Regions from separate parts of the Sus scrofa genome. Here region 1 is linked to region 2. A link is a contact called in public HiChIP or PLAC-seq data. All regions are on one chromosome and are shown on one strand. Each heading gives the region's core, a stretch centred on a gene start, on an enhancer-like site or on the middle of the called end of the contact. The rest is flanking DNA. Distances are from core to core; before and after follow the strand shown. Region 1 overlaps ELOVL6 (elongation of very long chain fatty acids protein 6). Region 2 overlaps LOC106504743 (a long non-coding RNA gene).

Evidence for each region. HiChIP or PLAC-seq counts read pairs in DNA pulled down with a chosen protein or histone mark.
Region 1: an H3K27ac HiChIP or PLAC-seq map of skeletal muscle shows a contact between it and region 2, with 4 times the contacts expected there. The contact joins two enhancer-like sites. A contact is called at or near these places in 1 of 47 Hi-C or Micro-C datasets (fetal skeletal muscle) and 1 of 2 datasets of contacts at active chromatin or transcription factors (skeletal muscle).

What each region holds. Positions count from the first base shown.
Region 1 is chr8:112,177,213-112,180,679 of Sscrofa11.1, forward strand. ELOVL6 (elongation of very long chain fatty acids protein 6) reads left to right here. Exons shown (of 5, transcript XM_021100707.1): 4 at 2,762-2,913. Among named protein-coding and RNA genes, the nearest start is that of ELOVL6, 140 kb to the left of the region's middle. Within about 2 kb of position 1,994, at least 13 of the 83 cell types and tissues checked have an H3K27ac peak or open chromatin away from gene starts, as enhancers often do. A contact at or near this core is called in fetal skeletal muscle and skeletal muscle, where this site is marked.
Region 2 is chr8:111,748,980-111,752,576 of Sscrofa11.1, forward strand. It overlaps LOC106504743 (a long non-coding RNA gene), which reads left to right. Exons shown (of 7, transcript XR_002346462.1): 2 at 1-1,697. Among named protein-coding and RNA genes, the nearest start is that of PITX2, 33 kb to the left of the region's middle. Within about 2 kb of position 1,637, at least 30 of the 83 cell types and tissues checked have an H3K27ac peak or open chromatin away from gene starts, as enhancers often do. A contact at or near this core is called in fetal skeletal muscle and skeletal muscle, where this site is marked.

The sequences.
Region 1 (3,467 bases), core at 744-3,243, 430 kb after region 2:
ACTGAAAATGTGTCATTTGTGTGTTTCTTTGCTTTGGGCTTGTACAAAAGTCATTGACGTATATCCCACCAGTCTGTGAAAAGCAGATAACTGATGTAGTGAGTAGTTCACTGACCGTATCTATGACTATATATTTATGTATGTCTGTATATTTTGTCTTTTTAGGACCACACCTGTGGTATATATGGAGGTTCCCAGGCTAGGGGTCGATTGGGAGCTGTAGCTGCTGGCCTACATACAACCACAGCAACTGGGGATCTGAGCTGCCTCTTCGACCTACACCACAGCTCACAGCAACACTGGATCCTTAACCCACTGAGCGAGGCTAGTGAGGCCAGGGATCAAACCCACGTCCTCATGGACTGCTGAGCCACGACAGGAGCTCCCAAATAGATCTATTTTATAGCCACAAAAAAATTAATTTGTGTTCAAAAGTCTACTGAAGATCAGATCTGGTGTGTTGTGTCTGCTGGGATGCTTTGGGGTATAAATAATAAAAAGCAAAACTCCACATGGCTTATCCAATTAGGAAGCTTTATGTCAACACCAAGAGGTCTTGTGATAGAATCACTGAAAGGGTAATGGGTAATTCAGCAGCTCAGTCACATCTCAAGGGAATACTTTGCCGTCCTCAAGGTAGCTCCTTCCTGGTTGCAGGATGGCTGCTGTTCTTCCAACCACTGCGTGGTGATGAGCAAGGAAACCTTGCCTGAAAAAGGCCCCAGCAGCCTTCTCCTCACATCACGTTGGCTAGAACGAGGTCCGCGCCCAGCCTAACAAGTTACTAGCAAGGGAGATGGAAGTACTAAAACTTGCTTACATCGTTAGGATTTACTCCTAAGCCAAAGACAAGGTCAGCTTCCTTGGGGGAAGCATGAGTTGGGAGAACCTGGACAGGATCAGCATTCTTTTAATATGGAAAAGGAGGAAGAGACTTGAGCTTCGAACAGGCAGCCAACAGTGTCGGCTCTGTAAGCTCAGTGGAGACGCCATATCCCTCTTTCCCTGCTACCTTCCATAAGCAGCAAAGTCCCCAGTTTTCTAGTCACCATCATCTGGTGATGGCGGCAACTTTCCTTATGAAAATTTAGCCACCCTCTGGTGAGGGAAAACCGAAATTTGAAAAATGTACCTGACATTACCAATGAAATCCAACTTCCCATTCGCAAGCCAGGATTGTATATTGATCGTAAAGGCTGAGGTCATGCTACCAGGAGGGACATTTGTTTAAGAAAGTGAGAAGGGGCAGCCTTCAAGTGAGCATGGGAGAAGAGCTCCCCAAGAAGAGGACATAGCATATGCACAGGTCTCAAGTCACAAAACGGAAAGGATCAGAAGGTGCGGGGAGGATTGGCTCACAAGGGATGGGACGAATAGGCAGGAGGGAAGGGTGGCGGGGGGAGCGAGGGGGGCCACTCAAGCCTTGCAGGTCCCATGAAGGCGTTGGAGGCTACATCTTGAGTGCAGGGGGACATAGGATCTACAGTTGTAAAGTCATACCCCAAATCCTATGTAGGATCGTTTTCTATGTTGGAAAGAGGAACTGCATTTCTTCCTGGAAGCGGTATGTCATTAGAGAAGCTACTTTCAGAGCCCCCCAAATAAGAGGCTGTTGCCAGCAATTCAGTCTCATTACTTTGGTTCGATGCGAAGGTGATCTTTGGTTTTATCTGGTGGACACATGTTTACGGATGGCGTCCCCTGGTGGAATGACTTGTTATGGAGCAACACTTGAGACATCTTAAAAGATGTGCCTCTGCAAGGACAGAAAGCTCTCATTTCCCTGTTGGGTGAGGCTGCTACTCATTTCAATAGTTGATTGCTAGTTTATCTTAGGACTTGTAAAACCTAAAATGGGATGCTGCCAGGACAAGGATGGGCCAGCACATCCCTACCCCCCTCCCCCCGCCAGGATCAGCCAGCTCTCCTTTCCGTGGTCCGTGCAGTTGGCGAGCTGTGGGGCACGTGTGCCTGTCGGGTTCACTCTGTCATGGAGGCGGCGCGGTCCAGCTGCCAGGTCCTTTCATACCTCATGTTACAGCAGAGCTCAGCGCCTTCCAGAGCTCTCCTCTTTCCTTAGCGGTTCCTGGATAAAAATGCCACATGTCCGTTTACTTTTCCACAGTATCGCTTGTTCAGCAGTCTTTGAGCAACTCTGCCTGGGTGAAGGCAAACACGTTTCGGGGCATTGAAGAACGGTGTTGCAACACGGTTGGCCACGGTTAGGGGAGCTCAGGGGCATGATCCTGGGGGCACTCCAGGGGGAGGGGGGCTTCCCATGGAAGTTAAGCCTTCTTCCTCGGGCTTCTGTGAAAAAGATGGATTTGAGAGCGAGAGAGATTCAGGAAACGGAGCCAGGGATCTGGAGACTAATTGGACAAAGGACAAAATGGAGATAATTAGCAGAGTTTTCAGCCAACTCCATCTCACTCCCAAGGGACAGTTCTCAAGCCAAAACACAGGTCAGGTCAGCAGAGTTCTTGAGCTGTTGCCTGAGATGCACTCCCCTTTTCCATGACACCTTTCTGGAACATTGAGGACGACGCGTTAGGTGGCCTTAGGGATGGCCTTCAGAATAAAGCCCTGAGAAGTGGTGTAACTCTTGTTTACAAACCATTTTCAATGCCTCTGGGTAAAAGCAGATTTTCGTGCTGCTGCATCGCTATCAATGTCCTGCCAGTGGCAGGCTTCTACCAACGGTTCATGTCAGAAGTGAAATTCTTTTTCTGAATGTTGTTTCTTTTCTTTTTTCATTATGAAGTATATTCGGTGCTCTTCGAACTGGTGCTTATATGCTGTACATTTTGATGACCAAAGGCCTGAAGTATTCAGTTTGTGACCAGGGTTTTTACAATGGACCTGTCAGCAAATTCTGGGCTTATGCATTTGTGCTGAGCAAAGCACCGGAACTAGGTGAGTGTCTTCTCTCCTTCCGTTTCCTCCCCCCCCACCCCCTTTGTAGCTACACACCCACAATATTTATTTTTAAATGGACCAAGAAACAACTTTGAAGGCCCTGTTTTACTGGTTGTAGGAAAGTCACGATTAATGACTTTTTGATTAACTTCCACTATTTTTCTGTTCTCTCCTTCCCTCCTTTGAAATAATTGTGCATTGTGTATATGAAGAACAAAATACTTTATGTTAAATGTGCAGGTGTCCAAAGCCTTACTGAAAACCCACTTCTGGGGGTTTATAACATCTACCCCTCCCCTTCTTTCCCACCGGTTAACAGCTCAGCTAATTTTAGAATATGGGGGGAAATTAGCCACACAGCCCTCACCCAGTCCCATACTTTCAGCTCTGGAGTTTGGATGCAGACTAGGAAGTTAAGGAAGCTTTTTGATTGGGTATCTTCATGTTCTCATTACAAATATTAAGGGTTAGTTTCTTTTCTTTTTTTTTTTTTTTTTTGTCTTTTTGTCTTTTTAGGGCCACACCTGCAGCATATGGAGATTCCCAGGCTA
Region 2 (3,597 bases), core at 387-2,886:
TTGAATATTTCTATCTTACATTTAGTCTATCTTGTGTTTTCAGGTTCTCTTTTCTCCTCAGATGCTTCAAGAAGAGCTCTAACCAAGTCTTGAAATGACAGTACATCTTCACTGAGATCTCTTTCTTGCATTCTGCCTATTTTTATCCTCAAATTACGTTAAATGTTCAGATCCATTCCAGGACTACTAAATATATAGATAAGTAACACTAATTTACTAAAAAAGAATTGCTCCCTCTAGTGATTTCACAACATTACTTCACTTATTGGCACTGTTGCACTGAGTAATTTAATAAATGATATAAATGATGATGACTATTAAGTTGATGATAGTGGTCTGGCCTACTTCTGTGGTATTACATTTTAATGTTTTCTGTGAACATAGGGAAGTTACATAACGATTATTAGAGTTGCTTGCTGGATATTTTAGAACACCATTAAAAACCCTGCATTGAAAAAATATTTTTTTTCTAAAACTATTCAGATTACTTTTGAAACACATTTAGTGCCAAGTTATTTGGGCTCTGACCATGTTAACTTTAGTGAAGAGGAAGAATTAGAGCAATTGTCCTCCTAAATTATGGTGGAAATAGGTTTAACTGGAAATCTAATTCTAGATATAATGCCTCTCTTTGCTATGGTTATCATATACTTCGAAAAATTAGACATTTTTAACCTTATTCCTCTCTACTAGTCAGAAAGGCTGTGCAACTAATGATGCAGATATAAAATATTTGAAATTCTTTGTAGTTTTATTTAAATTTCTATTAAAATACCTGAAAATAAAGTAAAAATGGGGCTGCTATGAAAGGAAGAGCATTACTTAATTCTCAAGTTGTTAATGCAAGAGCTGGCCTTCAAATAATTCATCTATAATCACATGAAGGAGAAATTAAAATTGAGAAGTTGTCCAGGTAATTACATTTATACAAGTAATTAATAATAAATGTGACAATAATAGTAGAGCAAGACAAAACGAAATCAGGCAGGAGATTCACTTTTCTTTCAAGGCAGGATTCCATTTTCTGGGGAATATGAATTACCTGGATAATTATTTCTGTACTCTACCCCTTTGCCTGAAGAGAGAAAGCCTTTTTACAGTGTAATTTCAACTAATAAAGCAGATGGTAGGGGTTACCAAACCCATCAAGCTAGTTTTTCTGTATCAATAATAGAGTTACTCCATCAAGTTTTACGTAGTTTTCACCATCCAAGTGCTTAGCAAATATTAATTCATCATTGCAGCATTCCCACAAGAAGGTAGGGATTTTTCATAAATAAAATATAATAAAATATATTCTAGATTAATTTATTTGAAAGGACCTGTGAAAGACAAGCTCTAAGAAGTAAATGATTATATTAATTATGTGAAAGAAGGTAATATTGTTTTACGACTCACTCTCCCTTGAAGTCATTTCAGGAGGAACTCGTGGGACTAAGAGGCCTGTCAGGGTTTTACAAATTTTGCTTCCGCTCTCCTTCCCCAAGTGAAGGAACAATTAGCAGCCTTTCCACCGAGACGTGAATGAATCCAGCCGCGCACACCCCTCGTCTGGCGAACCCGCGCGGCGGGCCCTGCCGGGGCTCCCGGGACCCCGGAGAGCAGAAGCCCCGCCCCCAAGGCCGGGACCAGCCTGCGCCCCCGCGGCCGCTCGCCGCCGGCCGAGGCGGGGATTCCGGCCCCGGGAGCCCAGTTAGGTAGGTCCTGCTCGGGGCTGCAGTCACTTCTGCCTTTTTCGAGCCTGCCTTCCCCCCTCCAAGACCCAGAGCTCCCTGTATTCTGAGGAGCCTGAAGCTGGTCCGCGCCCCCGGGCCTCTCTGCGCGCACTTTCAGCTCCTCGCTCTGAGGTGGGGCGGCCTCGCGGCGCTCTGCTCGGGAGGAGGCCTGGGTCGGCGCGCGAGGCCCGCGGTCCTGCGCCGGCGGCTCGCCCGGGGCTACTGGGCGGTGGAGGGCGAGGCGGGGCCCCTCGGGCCGAGGCGCGGGGTCGGGGCCGGGTGTGCGGACGCCGTGCGCGGCTTGGGCCTCGGCTGCGTGCGCTCCAGGCGCATCGCAACCTCGGCGCTGCCGGCCGCGCGGAGGAAGGCGCGGAGCAGGCGGTCGTCTGGGCGCCGGCGAACCGGTAAGGGGATCCACACACCTGGAAGGCGGGCGAGGTTTGCAACCTTCTCCGTTGCTCACTTTCCCAGATGGTGGGGCCTGCGATTTCACGGCGGGGGGGGCGATGATATATGTCAAAGTGCGAAATTCCCTGGCGCTGTCCTTTGTGGAAACTGAAAATGTCTGTCCCTGGACGTTCCTAAAGCTTTCCGGTTGTCCCTGTGTGGAGCGCGGAGCGTTATTTGCACCGAAGCAGGAGAGCTGTCGCTGTAGACAGACCTCACTTAACAGCACCGCTCTTTGAGTTTTAGGCAAAGGTAACGTCGGTGTCTTTGTAGCAATAATTGATGAGGAAAAACATTTTCTTTATTTAAATTTCATAAGTAGTGAGAAAGGGAAACGTTTATGTGGTGTATTTCCAGCCTTTCCCTTGCACTGCCCGAGAAAAGGTCCCCCTTTGAAAAGATGAAAGGGATTCAGGAAAATTCATTCTCTCAGGTGAAGATATTTCTCGTCTCCTCAGAATATGTCTTCTTTTGCTCACCCTTGATTTAGGGAGATAGAAAGGCTAAGTGAGAATTGGACTCAGTCGGACTTCGTTCATCAAACCTATCTGTTTTCATTTAGGTTTTGTCAGCCCTTTCCTTCCTTACAATTAAATACTGTCTCCCACGTCCTGCGGGCCCCCCCCCCCCCGCGCGCCATGGTTCAGGTAGTAGCCCATTCCATTAATAGCGTATCTCTGTCTACAGAGAAACTGCACATATAGAAAAGAATACGAATAAAATAGTAACTATTAAGAACACTCAAAGTGGGGGTGCAGTTATTATTTGCTAAGGTGATTAGCGAGCTTTCCTGGGTTTCTTGGACGAAATGTACTTTTTGCTCAGAGCTATTAGTGAAAGAACTGGAAAGCATTTTGGTTTCTGCACGGTCACTCTGTAAAATCCTTAACCTGCCACTAGAGGCTGCTCTTAATTCTTAATATGTGAGGACTAATCTCATGAAAAGAGCTTTTTTCCGCGGTCAGTAAAGAACAGGAAACTTTGGAAATTGCATTGCTTTGCTGTTCACATGTTGTCTTTTTCCCACCCACAGTTCTTTCTTTTTAAAAATATTGTAATGTTTATTGTCATGTATATATTGTGGGTTCATATTACTCTGTTCAGTGTTTGGTACGTTGGTAACCAAGTAGATTATGAAGGCACTCTTAACTTTTGGCTTACACTTTTGTGTTTCAGCACGGTATTAGGCCTGAGATGCTTTTGGTTGCTTTTACTGAATTTTCTTTTTTGCAATTAGAAAGAACTTTTTTTTAAGGGACAATTCATGACCAAAATGCTTTGTGTATATCACTTTTCTTATTCACCATTACAGGGAATTGAATGGTTGTTCTCTTTTACCTGCTCTCTTTGTGTGTTTGTGTGTGTGTGTGTGTGTGTGTGTGTGTGTGTGTGCTTTTTAGGGCCTCACCCACAGCATAGGGAGGTTCCCAGGCTA